Regions from separate parts of the Mus musculus genome. Here all the other regions are linked to region 1. The links are chromatin contacts, called in public Hi-C and HiChIP or PLAC-seq maps. All regions are on one chromosome and are shown on one strand. The core of a region is the stretch at or near the end of the contact, and the rest is flanking DNA. Distances in the headings are between cores, read along the strand shown.

Region 1 (3,025 bases), core at 430-2,929:
CAGAAATTAACATGGGCGCTGATTATGCTTTAAACAACTATACAACGCTCCCTCTAGTGAGGAGTCCCGAAGAGAGAGACTAACCAAGAGCTTTAACACTACAAGATTGGAGGCAGAGGTTTCAATTGCAGTCCTCCATTTCACCAGCGCCTCCTCTCCCACTGTTGGATTTAGAATTAGTTCATAATAGTCTATCAACCTACTTCAGTAAACCTTCAAGAAGGCTTATAATTCTGTAGTAACATAAACGTTCATAGGTTTGGTAAAACGTCTGGGACAAAAACATAACTATGATCCACATGAAATTCATAATTCAATAAAGGACAACCAAAAATTGCCAGGACCTGCTTAAACGTTGCCTGTCCAAACAGGCTGTCTGCTATCTAAAGTATGAATCTAAATACTGGAGGCTACAGTAAGAAGAGGCAGAGGTAGTTAACTACATCGGCTGTTTTACTTCGTGGAACAAGCATGAATTACATGGGTCAGTAAAAGCAAAGCCAGCCTACTGGCAGGGTCTGAAGACAACCTATGATGCCTATCATGTAACAGAGGCTAGACCAAATTAGATTTTCTTTCTAAATTGAAATCTGAGGGCAGCAAGGGCTTACACTCAGAGCCTCTTGCTTATGTCAATTTCTATTCCGGCTGGATCTCACTTGAGTGCCTCACTATGACAGACAAGAATATTTCCCTAAGAAACTAACTGTGCTAATACGAGTGTAACTTTTTAACGCTGCTCCCGTGGGTGGTATTTTATGTAAACGGTCACTTAACTGTTCAGTCTCATGAGACAAGAGCATCCTACATCCTTTACCCAATCAGCCGCCAGGTGCAGAGCCTTAACTTGCTCAACTCTGGGAAATCAGAAACTTCTACTTGACAGTGTGAGGCTCCAGGAAGGCTAACCTGGGCACACTTTTCTCCTCTCCTTAAAAAGGAATACTATTTGCTCTCTCCACAAAGAGGAGTGCCTGATAAACCGCTGTCACAATGAAAGGCCAAGGCTAAATCGCGGCGTGGAATTCCCAAGTTCGTCTAGACCTGGGAGTTACCAAATTCCTTTGATTGGTCTGTGAGCAAAACCTGAAAGGAAGGAAAAGCCACACCCAACTCCTAAATTTACTTTGTAAAGTGTTTGGAGGCCTTGAGAGGGAACATTTTGACATCCAGGAGGCCTGATGGAAACGTGCCACGGTCCTCCGCCCGGCGTCGCCCCGCGTCCCTGCCCCGCGCCCGCGGCTCCAGCCCTTTTGTTTGTGTCTCTGCGGGCTGGTGCAGCGGCGCAGCCTGTGGCCTCGGAGAATCCGGCTCAGGTGTGTCGTGAACCCGGGAGCAGGGGCCCCCAAAACACCGCCCGGAGCGGACGCAGGAAAAAGACCCGAAGTTGCTTGGGAGGTTCGGCTTCCGCGCAGAGGCGTCCGCCCCGGATCCCCCTTGCCCTGGCCCCGGTTCCGGCACTCACCAATGTCTCCATCCTCATCGTCGTCCTCCTCCAGCTCCATGTTCAGCAGGACCTTCCTAGTCATCATCTGCATGTCTCCCGGAGACCGTCACTCGGCTGCTCTCGGCTCCGCTCGGCTCCGCTCGGCTCGGGCCGCAAGCTCCGCTCTGCCCTCTCGGCACTGCCCCGCTGCGCTCCGCCCGCGCTCTGCTTCAGCAGGCGCTGCTCAGCCTGCGACTGAGCATGCCCAGAGGGACGCCGCCGCTCCCGCCCCAGATCAAACCGCCCCGGCTGCGAGGAGCCTGGGAGGAAGTCGGGCTGGGGGGGTTGGGGGAAGGGGAGTGGCAGAAGCCGGGCGAGCCGCGCCGCGCCTGCGGGGAGCGCTGCAGCCGCAGAGGCAGGCCGGCTTCTATGAGCTCACGAGGGTCTTTAATCTGCAGAATGACGAGACGTTGCAAGGTGCCCGCTTAGTGTGGGGGAGGAAAACGACACACGTGCGCACGGAGAGCCCCTGTGCCCCCGCCCGAAGGAGCACATGCGGGGAGTGGTCGCGGGGTGCCCTCCAAGCCCCGGAACTAGGCCGAACAAAACACGCCATAGCTACGTGTAAACTCTTTAATAAGACAATATGGGAAACTGTAGTACCAGGAAGGACAAAGAAACGAAAGGGGGAAATGACGGTAGAGAGTGAAGGAATGCCGCCCTGACAACCCAAGGACTGGGGCGCAGATGCGGCGGGAGTACCAAGTCCTTGGGTCTGCACAGCTGCTCTCAAGGACGCTGGTGAATGGTGGCTTCCCTGCAGTGCCCGGGTTGTCGCTCACTCCCTGGAGAAGCACTTGCCTCCTGAGCCCGTTCCTAGTCAATGTTCAATGACAAGACACTACTACATCCACTGTGTGTTTTATTCTTTTATATTCTTACCCTTTTCCTCTTTCGCCTCTCAGATGCTAGGAGTCCAGCCCAGCACCCCTGGCGTGCTAAGGGAGTACTCTCCACTTATCTATAGTCCCAACCTCATAGTTAATGTTCTCACTTGAAGGGAAAAAACATTGCGATCAATAATAACGCAGGAATTTAATCACGAATATGCACTAAAGGACAGTACAAATTAGAGAAAACGTCCAGGAGACGCTCTCCTTGCTCCTTAAGCTCCGGTTTTTACCAAAGAAGACTACTTGTAACATGAAAAGTAAGTGCAGAACTCTGGAGATCTTGAGAAGATGAGGAGACTATGAGAGGGAGAGAGAGGAAGAGAGGCCGGGACCAGTAATGCTAGCAATGACCCCTATGGCCTGAAATGCCATCTGCGACCTGTAATACCAGTTATGACCTATAATGCCAGCCCTCCAGAGGCCGAAGCAGGGGGACTCTGAAGCAAAACTCGGCTTCAGGACAGACTGGGAACTGAGAAGGGAAGGGAAGGCTTTAGTGAACTCTCGGTTCCAGAGGTGTGTGGGTTGCAGGAGGAAGTTTCCATCTTCATTTAGCCATGGCGATTTTCGTGCGCTGAGTCCGCTGAGTCCGGTACTAAAAGTTTTTACAGTGGTCGCTTCATCTCTGCCTAGGAGTTACTGCCAC
Region 2 (3,514 bases), core at 202-2,701, 180 kb before region 1:
GTTCACTGCTGGGTAACATGTGGGCAGAGATAGCTGCTCAAGGAATTCGCCACAGGACAGACATTATGGTCACCATACGCAGAGCAGGATAGATGACTTAGGAAGTAGGAAATGACTGGAGAGGAGGGAGGAGTGGGAGGGGAGTGGGAAGCAAACACTGCCATGCCTTTAGGGACCCTGACCTCAGTTGGGGAAGAGCAACAGAGGCTGGTGAGTACAGCAGATGTAGCAACAGTTGCGAAGCAAGAGAGTGCAACAGAAGACTCATCTTAAGTAAGTAAGTAAGATTCATCTCCTCCAAACTCATCTGTATAGAGGCTGGTAACATTCACAGGGCAAAGCCAATAGGGTGTGATGCCATCTTTTAAAAATACCCTGTAGGTTCAGTTTATGCAGTCTACGAGGACCTCTGTATTTATGAGGCAGCAAGAATAGTCTTAGTTTTCCTTTTCTTGTTAAGAGGTTTTTTTTTTTGTTTTTGTTTTTTGTTTTTTTTTGTTTTGTTTTTAGGCCTTCTCCTCCCAGTGTAGTTCTGGTTGGCCTGGAACTCACAGGGGCCAAGCACCTCTGCCTCCTTCGTGCTGAGATACAGATGCGCCTCTGTGTCAGGCAGTTTTCTTCTCTGTGCCTATGATTGTTTGTGAGTTTAGGATCTGGGACAGTGGTTCTCAACCTGTGGGTCATGACCATTGAAAAACACTATTTCTGGCAGTCTTAGCCCCTGCCTCACCATACATTTTGCTGCTGCTTCCTAAGTGTCATTTTGCTACTGACTGGTACTTAGTGCTCAGTTGAGGACCACTGATCTAGGCTATTCCAGCCTCCCAGGAGTTTGAGAGAACACAGAGGAGGAACCCTTCCCAGTTTATTATTGCTCTCTGTAAGGGCCTATGGCTCACCAGTGTTTGGTTGTGGGGGAAAAAAAAAAACAAAAAACAAAACCTCAGTTATTCCCTCTCTCGGTTAGCAGGCTGAAGTTCTAGAACTGTTGCTTCTGTCTCCCACAGTTTCTGTGGAGAGCCCTCCCTCATTGTAATCCTAGTTTTCTTTGTCAGCTGTTGGCCTCTTCCCTCTGCCTCCCGTCTCCGGTGAGCTGCATTGTCCTTTATGACGTGTGCTGTACTTTCTGTCCCGTGGCTGACACCTTTTGTCTACGATGGAAAGTGTTCCTCTCCTCCATCCCCCATGTTCTTAGTCTTCTATTTTTTAATTTTTTTTTTTTTGAATCAGATTGCAAAGCCTCAGAATTTTACACAGGACAGAAGATGTACCTAGGGTAGCTTAAACAAGTGAGGGCTGATGTCTGTCTTTGCACAACAACTAGGTTCCCTCGTTTGTTCCTAGTAACACCCTCTGAGACATTGGCTAGATCGGCTGACACTCTACAGCCGTGTCATTTTCTCAGCTAACTTTAGAGAGAGAGGCACTGTAAGGAGTTGGCGTGCCCCATGCAGCAGCTGCATGGAACACAGATGCATCATAGCTCCATGGGCAGAGGCCTTTCACAATCCAACATGCCTCTCAGTGTGCCCCAAAGTACAAAGGCACTCAGTGAATACTGTATTAAGCGGGGCCGAGTCTCCCTTGACATGGTCATGCTTTTTAACATTTAAAGCAGACAGCTATTTCATTCAGTGTTAGGAACCATCTATCCTCAGGCCAAATCTGATCAGTTCACGCCCTAATATACACTGAAGAAAGTTGGCAATACTTAAAGGGACACAGATGGCTTACGAATGTGCACGACCATAGCCTGCCTCAGAGCCCACTTCTCTTACCTCCATGACAATGATGAAGGCCAGCTTGGCGGCAATCACGTGCCAATAGTAGATGTTGTGTTTATACTCTTGTGGGTGCCCAGGTGGGTTTCGGAAGTCACGGTACCTGGAAACACAACCAGGCACGTTAGGAAGACAAATCTTTTTGATGGATATTGTAAACAAGGGCCTGACTTAAAACCAGAGTCATCTTCGACGCAGTAATTTTTAAAGCAGGCATCACATTCATTTCACCTCAAGTTCAATGTGGTATCAAATACTGGAAGAAAATCATCCAGAACTATCTTATTGAGCATGGAAGCAGAAAATGACAGACCCCAGCTGGGTAAAACAGGACATGTCTTTACAAAGTGACAATGTTTTTATGTTTCCCCCATGGCTTTATCCCTGCTTTCTGAGAAGACATAAAACAATTTAGCTAGCTATCTTGGGGAGCTGACTGGGTCATACCACCCAGTACTGTCTACTGGTTAACTTAGGGTTTTCACCCAGCCTGTTTTTAATTCCCTGACCATGAGGTATTAAACATACAGGAACATAATTGCTGAGATCAGCATTCTGCACAGTCAGTTGTCTTGGCCTTATCTGACTTCTTGGTTGTGGTATTGGAAATCTAAATCAGAATGGCTCTGAGCAGTTGAATTAAGTGAATTTGGGATTAAGAAACTGTAATAGAGGGCTGGTGAGATGGCTCAGTGGGTAAGAGCACCCGACTGCTCTTCCGAAGGTCCAGAGTTCAAATCCCAGCAACCACATGGTGGCTCACAACCATCTGTAACGAGATCTGATTCCCTCTTCTGGAGTGTCTGAAGACAGCTACAATGTACTTACATATAATAAATAAATAAATCTTTAAAAAAAAAAAAAAAAAAAAAAAAAAAAAAAGAAACTGTAATAGAGAAAATAAATCTGCATGACCTACGTGGTCAACAAACTACCAACTGGTAAGTGAGCTAGTGCGCTCTATCCACAGTTGACCTTCCCATCCACCAGAGCAGAGTACTCGACACCCCTTACCGCATGCACCTTTATGTCATTGCTAACTGAGGTGCCAGTGTGTCATCATTAGCTTTAGGTCATCCATGAATAATAACATTGTCTCATTTCTCTTCATTACACCGTTGGGGATGGAACCTGGGGCTGTGTTTTCTCCTGCTGAGCTACAGCCTACCCGGATCTTTCTTCTATTATTATGTTGCTGAAATAGACTTTTACTATGTATCCCAGGCTGGTCTTGAGCTTACTATGTATCTCAGGTTAGCCTCCGCTGGAAACAATTTACCTGTAGCCATCTACCCCTTAGTGCTGGGGTTACAGCCATGCACCACCACTTCTGGTTTTATGCTTTGGCTTGGTAAGAACAACCAACTGAGCTGTATTCCTCAGCTTCACAAGGCAGTCTTGGAACAGAATGACCTGAATTTGTAAATCTCTCAGCTAGCTCTCTCCATTTCTGAGATGTGCCAGGCTTTCTCCTCCATCGTTATGATGTGCCCATTTGAACACCTTTCCAATCTGGTTTATAGGCCCTACCATTGCTCTTCATTAATTTTAATCTTTTTGAGTGTTACTAAAATGAAAGCACCGTGAAAACCATTTCTTTATCACAGACTTAAACGCTACCAGTTAGAATCTTATCACACACACTGAAAGCTTTTTTTTATAAGATGAGGTACATTTTTAAAACAGGTGAATCAAAACTTGCCTGCACAAGGTATAGTTACCAAGCCCAATGT
Region 3 (3,182 bases), core at 195-2,694, 210 kb before region 1:
TCTCAGTAAGACCATAGGTTGAATACTCTGGTATCTTAGGGATTCTTCTGCTGTGATAAAACACCATGACCAACACGGGGAGGAAAGGGTTTATTTTATCTTACAACTCTCAGGTCGTACTTCATCACTGAGGAAGTCCGGGATAGGAACTCAAACAGAGCAGGAACCTGGAGGCAGGAGCTGATGCAGAGGCTGTGGAGGGATGCTGCCTGCTTCCTATGGCTTGCTCAGCCTGCTTTCTTATAGTACCCAGGGCCACCAGCCTAGGGGAGGCACCACCCACAGTGGGCTTGGCCCTACTATATCAACCACTGATTAAGAATATGCCCTATAGACTTGCCTACAGCTTGGATCTTATGGTAGCAATATCTCAGTTGAGGGTCCCTCCTCTGAAATGACTCTAGCTTGTGTCAGGTAGAGGTGAAACCAGTCAGAATGCCTGGTAACTACTGTCTTCAGGTAAGCTCCGTGCAAATGAGAGCTAATGTTTATCCTTGAGGACTTGCTTACAGGTACAATCCAAATGCCCCATGCCCCGAGAGGCTCCTTTGAATGTGACATTTCCCTGAATGAAGAAGAGTGCCAGGACGCCAGCATCTGAGTTGTCTCCAGGAGAAAGAGAAAGTGGGAATTGGCCCTGAGACCTGCCCTGCAGAATAGATGAATGTAGCAGATTTTGAAGGAGACGTCAGCAGTCCCAGGTCCACTTCCTTGGCCTTTTTCACTGGCCCCTGTGTGACCTGACATGGATGCACTGTTCCAACGCTCTCAAAAGGCTACAGCAACTGCATCTCACACTGGGATGTGCTTTGTGTGGCAGTGGGCTAGCAGCACTCAAGTAGCCAAGACGCTTGCTTGGAGCAAGCCTCCTCATGTCTCCCCACAGGGACTTCTTAGCTATTGTACTAGACCAGCCCTTCAACTTTCTCCATCCTTATTCTGTATCTCAAGCAATCAGCTGCTGCTTCCATTTATATCCTGTTCTACTTTCCTGAGTATGCTGATAAATCACTTGGCTGGAAAAATCTCTTATCGAGGCAGACGGGGTATTCATTCATCAATTCAACAAATATTTATCGAACACCTCCCGTCTGCCAGGACTGCTGTATTAAGGGATGATTGTATACACCAGTTTCCTTGCTTGAAGCGACTGTCTCTAACAGGACAACTCGCTGCCTACAGAGCACAGGATCAGGCTCCGACTATGGTTTTGCACTGGGCCTCTAAAGGACCCAGGAATTATAGTTGTGACCAAGGTTTTGCACACCCATCACTAACACCGTTGGCAGATTTTTCTACCCGGAAGACTAGGGTTTCCAAACAAAATAAATCATCATGGAATTCCACAAACATGTAAGGAATTCAGCAGCATACACAGAAGAAACCACAAGCCCTCCTTATCAGATGGAGGCTCAGGACAGAGCTGGGAAGGGAGAGGATTAAAAATCCAGCAGGCTGTATGCAGGACAAGACAGTGGAAGACATTAGAGACAGCTTTGGTAGATAGAGGTGTGACGAAGCAGCCGGTGGATGTCACATGTGAAGAGAGTTCTTTCTGCCACTCCCATCTTTTATGATTCTGTAGTTAGTGGTAAGGAGACAGCTCTATTGTCACCCTTAGCAGCTTGAAGAGTTCTGAGAATAAGGGAACCGGTCTTTCAGGTACTCTTAACTCAGGTCAAACTCAGATTTGTAGCTCCTTTGCTGAAAAGGATTTTAAGACCTGACAGTGTAATGAAGCAGACTTGGAGATTTTGTTAAAGATGTTTGAATATGGGTTTAGAAGGAAGGGTGCTCAAAAGGACAGGCATACCCACATATGAGGGTGTGATTCTCAAGAGAGGGGGGGGGGTGGGAGAGAAGGGATTATGGGGAAGGGATGGGGTAGGGATAAGAAAGACACATCCAAGTGTGGGGGGTTATTCCCAAGAGAAAACTCAGGGAAGACCCCTGAAGCAGGGAATTCTCTTAGCATACTATAGCATAATCTTGGTTGGCTCTTAGATTACATGTAACTGTCGAGTGAGGGAGGTACAGGCGCTCTCATCTATTTGAATGTTAGTGTATGTCTGTTCTATGGCTGCTACTTGAGACCCACTTTATCTCCGAAGTTCAGATTGGCCAGGAACTCAACCCACTATCCTCCTGCTTTCGCCCCCTAAAATCAGCATTTTTGTGTGTTGGGCATTTCTTAGGCTTTTCTGATCGTTTGGAAATATAGATTATTTTAATCAGTCATTACCTTCTGGTGCTGTACAAGTGAGAACTAATGGCTCCCGTCTGCTTGGTGCCACTCATCAAACGTCTTTCAGGTCTCACTGGCTGTCTTTGCATTCAAGACTCATTCTTCCACAGGACAGACTTTCAGTTTTCCACAAATAATAACAGCATGTGCCATGTGTCTGTCTCTCCTTTATTCTACTTAATAACGTCCAGTTCCACAGGAAGACCAATGGAGTCGGCTAGCCTGAACCCTTGAGGATACTGAGCCGCTGACCAAGGAGCATGCGCAAGCCAGAGAGAGGCTCCCTTACATAAATATAGCAGGCATGCAGCTGAGTCTCTGTGTGGGTCCCCCAACAACTGGAATGGGCCCTGTCCCTGGAGCTGTTGCCTGCCTGTAGAAGCCATTCACTAGCTGGGCTGCCTTGGCTGGCCTCAGTGGGAGAGTCTTTGCCTAGCCCTGCAAAGACTTGATGCACAGGGTGTGGGGATACCCAGGAGAGACCCCACCCTCTCAGAGGAGAAAAGGAGGAGGGTAGGGGAAGGAACTCTGAGGGAACACCGGGAGGGGGAGGGGCAGCAATCAGGATGGAAAATGAATAAATAAATGTTAATGCTATTTCTGGAAATGACAGGATTTTGTTGATTTAGATAGCTGTATAATATTCAGCCGAGTATATGTAACATATTTTATACATCCATTTGTCCAGTAGTGGGCATTGCAGCCAATTTCATGTCTTAGTTCTTGTACATAGTTCTGTTCTGCGGTACACATGGGCATCCGAGTATATCTTTGCTTCGCCTCCTTTGGATGTATTTCTTGAAGTAGGATTGCTGGGTCGCATGGCAGTTCTAGTTTTAGCTTTTAGAGGAGTGTCCACACTATTTCCCACAATGGCTTCACTAATTTACATTCTCATTAGGGCGACCAAGAGAGGCTCCCTTCTGCACACCCTCAC

The links. A called contact is a pair of places that touch in the nucleus more often than the background predicts. HiChIP or PLAC-seq counts read pairs in DNA pulled down with a chosen protein or histone mark.
Region 2: a Hi-C map of muscle stem cells shows a contact between it and region 1, with 2.6 times the contacts expected there. The contact joins the enhancer-like site here to the promoter of Ano6 in region 1. A contact is called at or near these places in 15 of 39 promoter capture datasets (the 3T3-L1 cell line, 3T3-L1-derived adipocytes, the C10 cell line and 9 more), 9 of 484 Hi-C or Micro-C datasets (B cells, the CH12 cell line, cortical neurons and 5 more), 16 of 115 datasets of contacts at active chromatin or transcription factors (the SCID.adh cell line, acute myeloid leukemia, bone marrow-derived macrophages and 13 more) and 2 of 9 other capture datasets (adipose tissue and liver).
Region 3: a contact with region 1 is called in an H3K27ac HiChIP or PLAC-seq map of extraembryonic endoderm stem cells. The contact joins the enhancer-like site here to the promoter of Ano6 in region 1. A contact is called at or near these places in 9 of 39 promoter capture datasets (the HPC-7 cell line, cranial neural crest, embryonic stem cells and 5 more), 4 of 115 datasets of contacts at active chromatin or transcription factors (embryonic basal ganglia, extraembryonic endoderm stem cells, large pre-B cells and 1 more) and 1 of 9 other capture datasets (liver).

The regions. Positions count from the first base shown.
Region 1 is chr15:95,789,497-95,792,521 of GRCm38.p6, reverse strand. It overlaps Ano6 (anoctamin 6), which reads right to left and starts at 1,679. Exons shown (of 20, transcript NM_175344.4): 1 at 1,466-1,679. The coding sequence starts at 1,538. All of the region lies in intron 1 of A130051J06Rik (a long non-coding RNA gene), which reads left to right.
Region 2 is chr15:95,965,993-95,969,506 of GRCm38.p6, reverse strand. Ano6 (anoctamin 6) reads right to left here. Exons shown (of 20, transcript NM_175344.4): 18 at 3,484-3,514; 19 at 1,779-1,884. Among named protein-coding and RNA genes, the nearest start is that of Gm41389, 56 kb to the right of the region's middle. Within about 2 kb of position 1,451, at least 7 of the 459 cell types and tissues checked have an H3K27ac peak or open chromatin away from gene starts, as enhancers often do. A contact at or near this core is called in muscle stem cells, where this site is marked.
Region 3 is chr15:96,001,598-96,004,779 of GRCm38.p6, reverse strand. No RefSeq gene overlaps it. Among named protein-coding and RNA genes, the nearest start is that of Gm41389, 91 kb to the right of the region's middle. Within about 2 kb of position 1,444, at least 45 of the 459 cell types and tissues checked have an H3K27ac peak or open chromatin away from gene starts, as enhancers often do. A contact at or near this core is called in extraembryonic endoderm stem cells and pancreatic cancer cells, where this site is marked.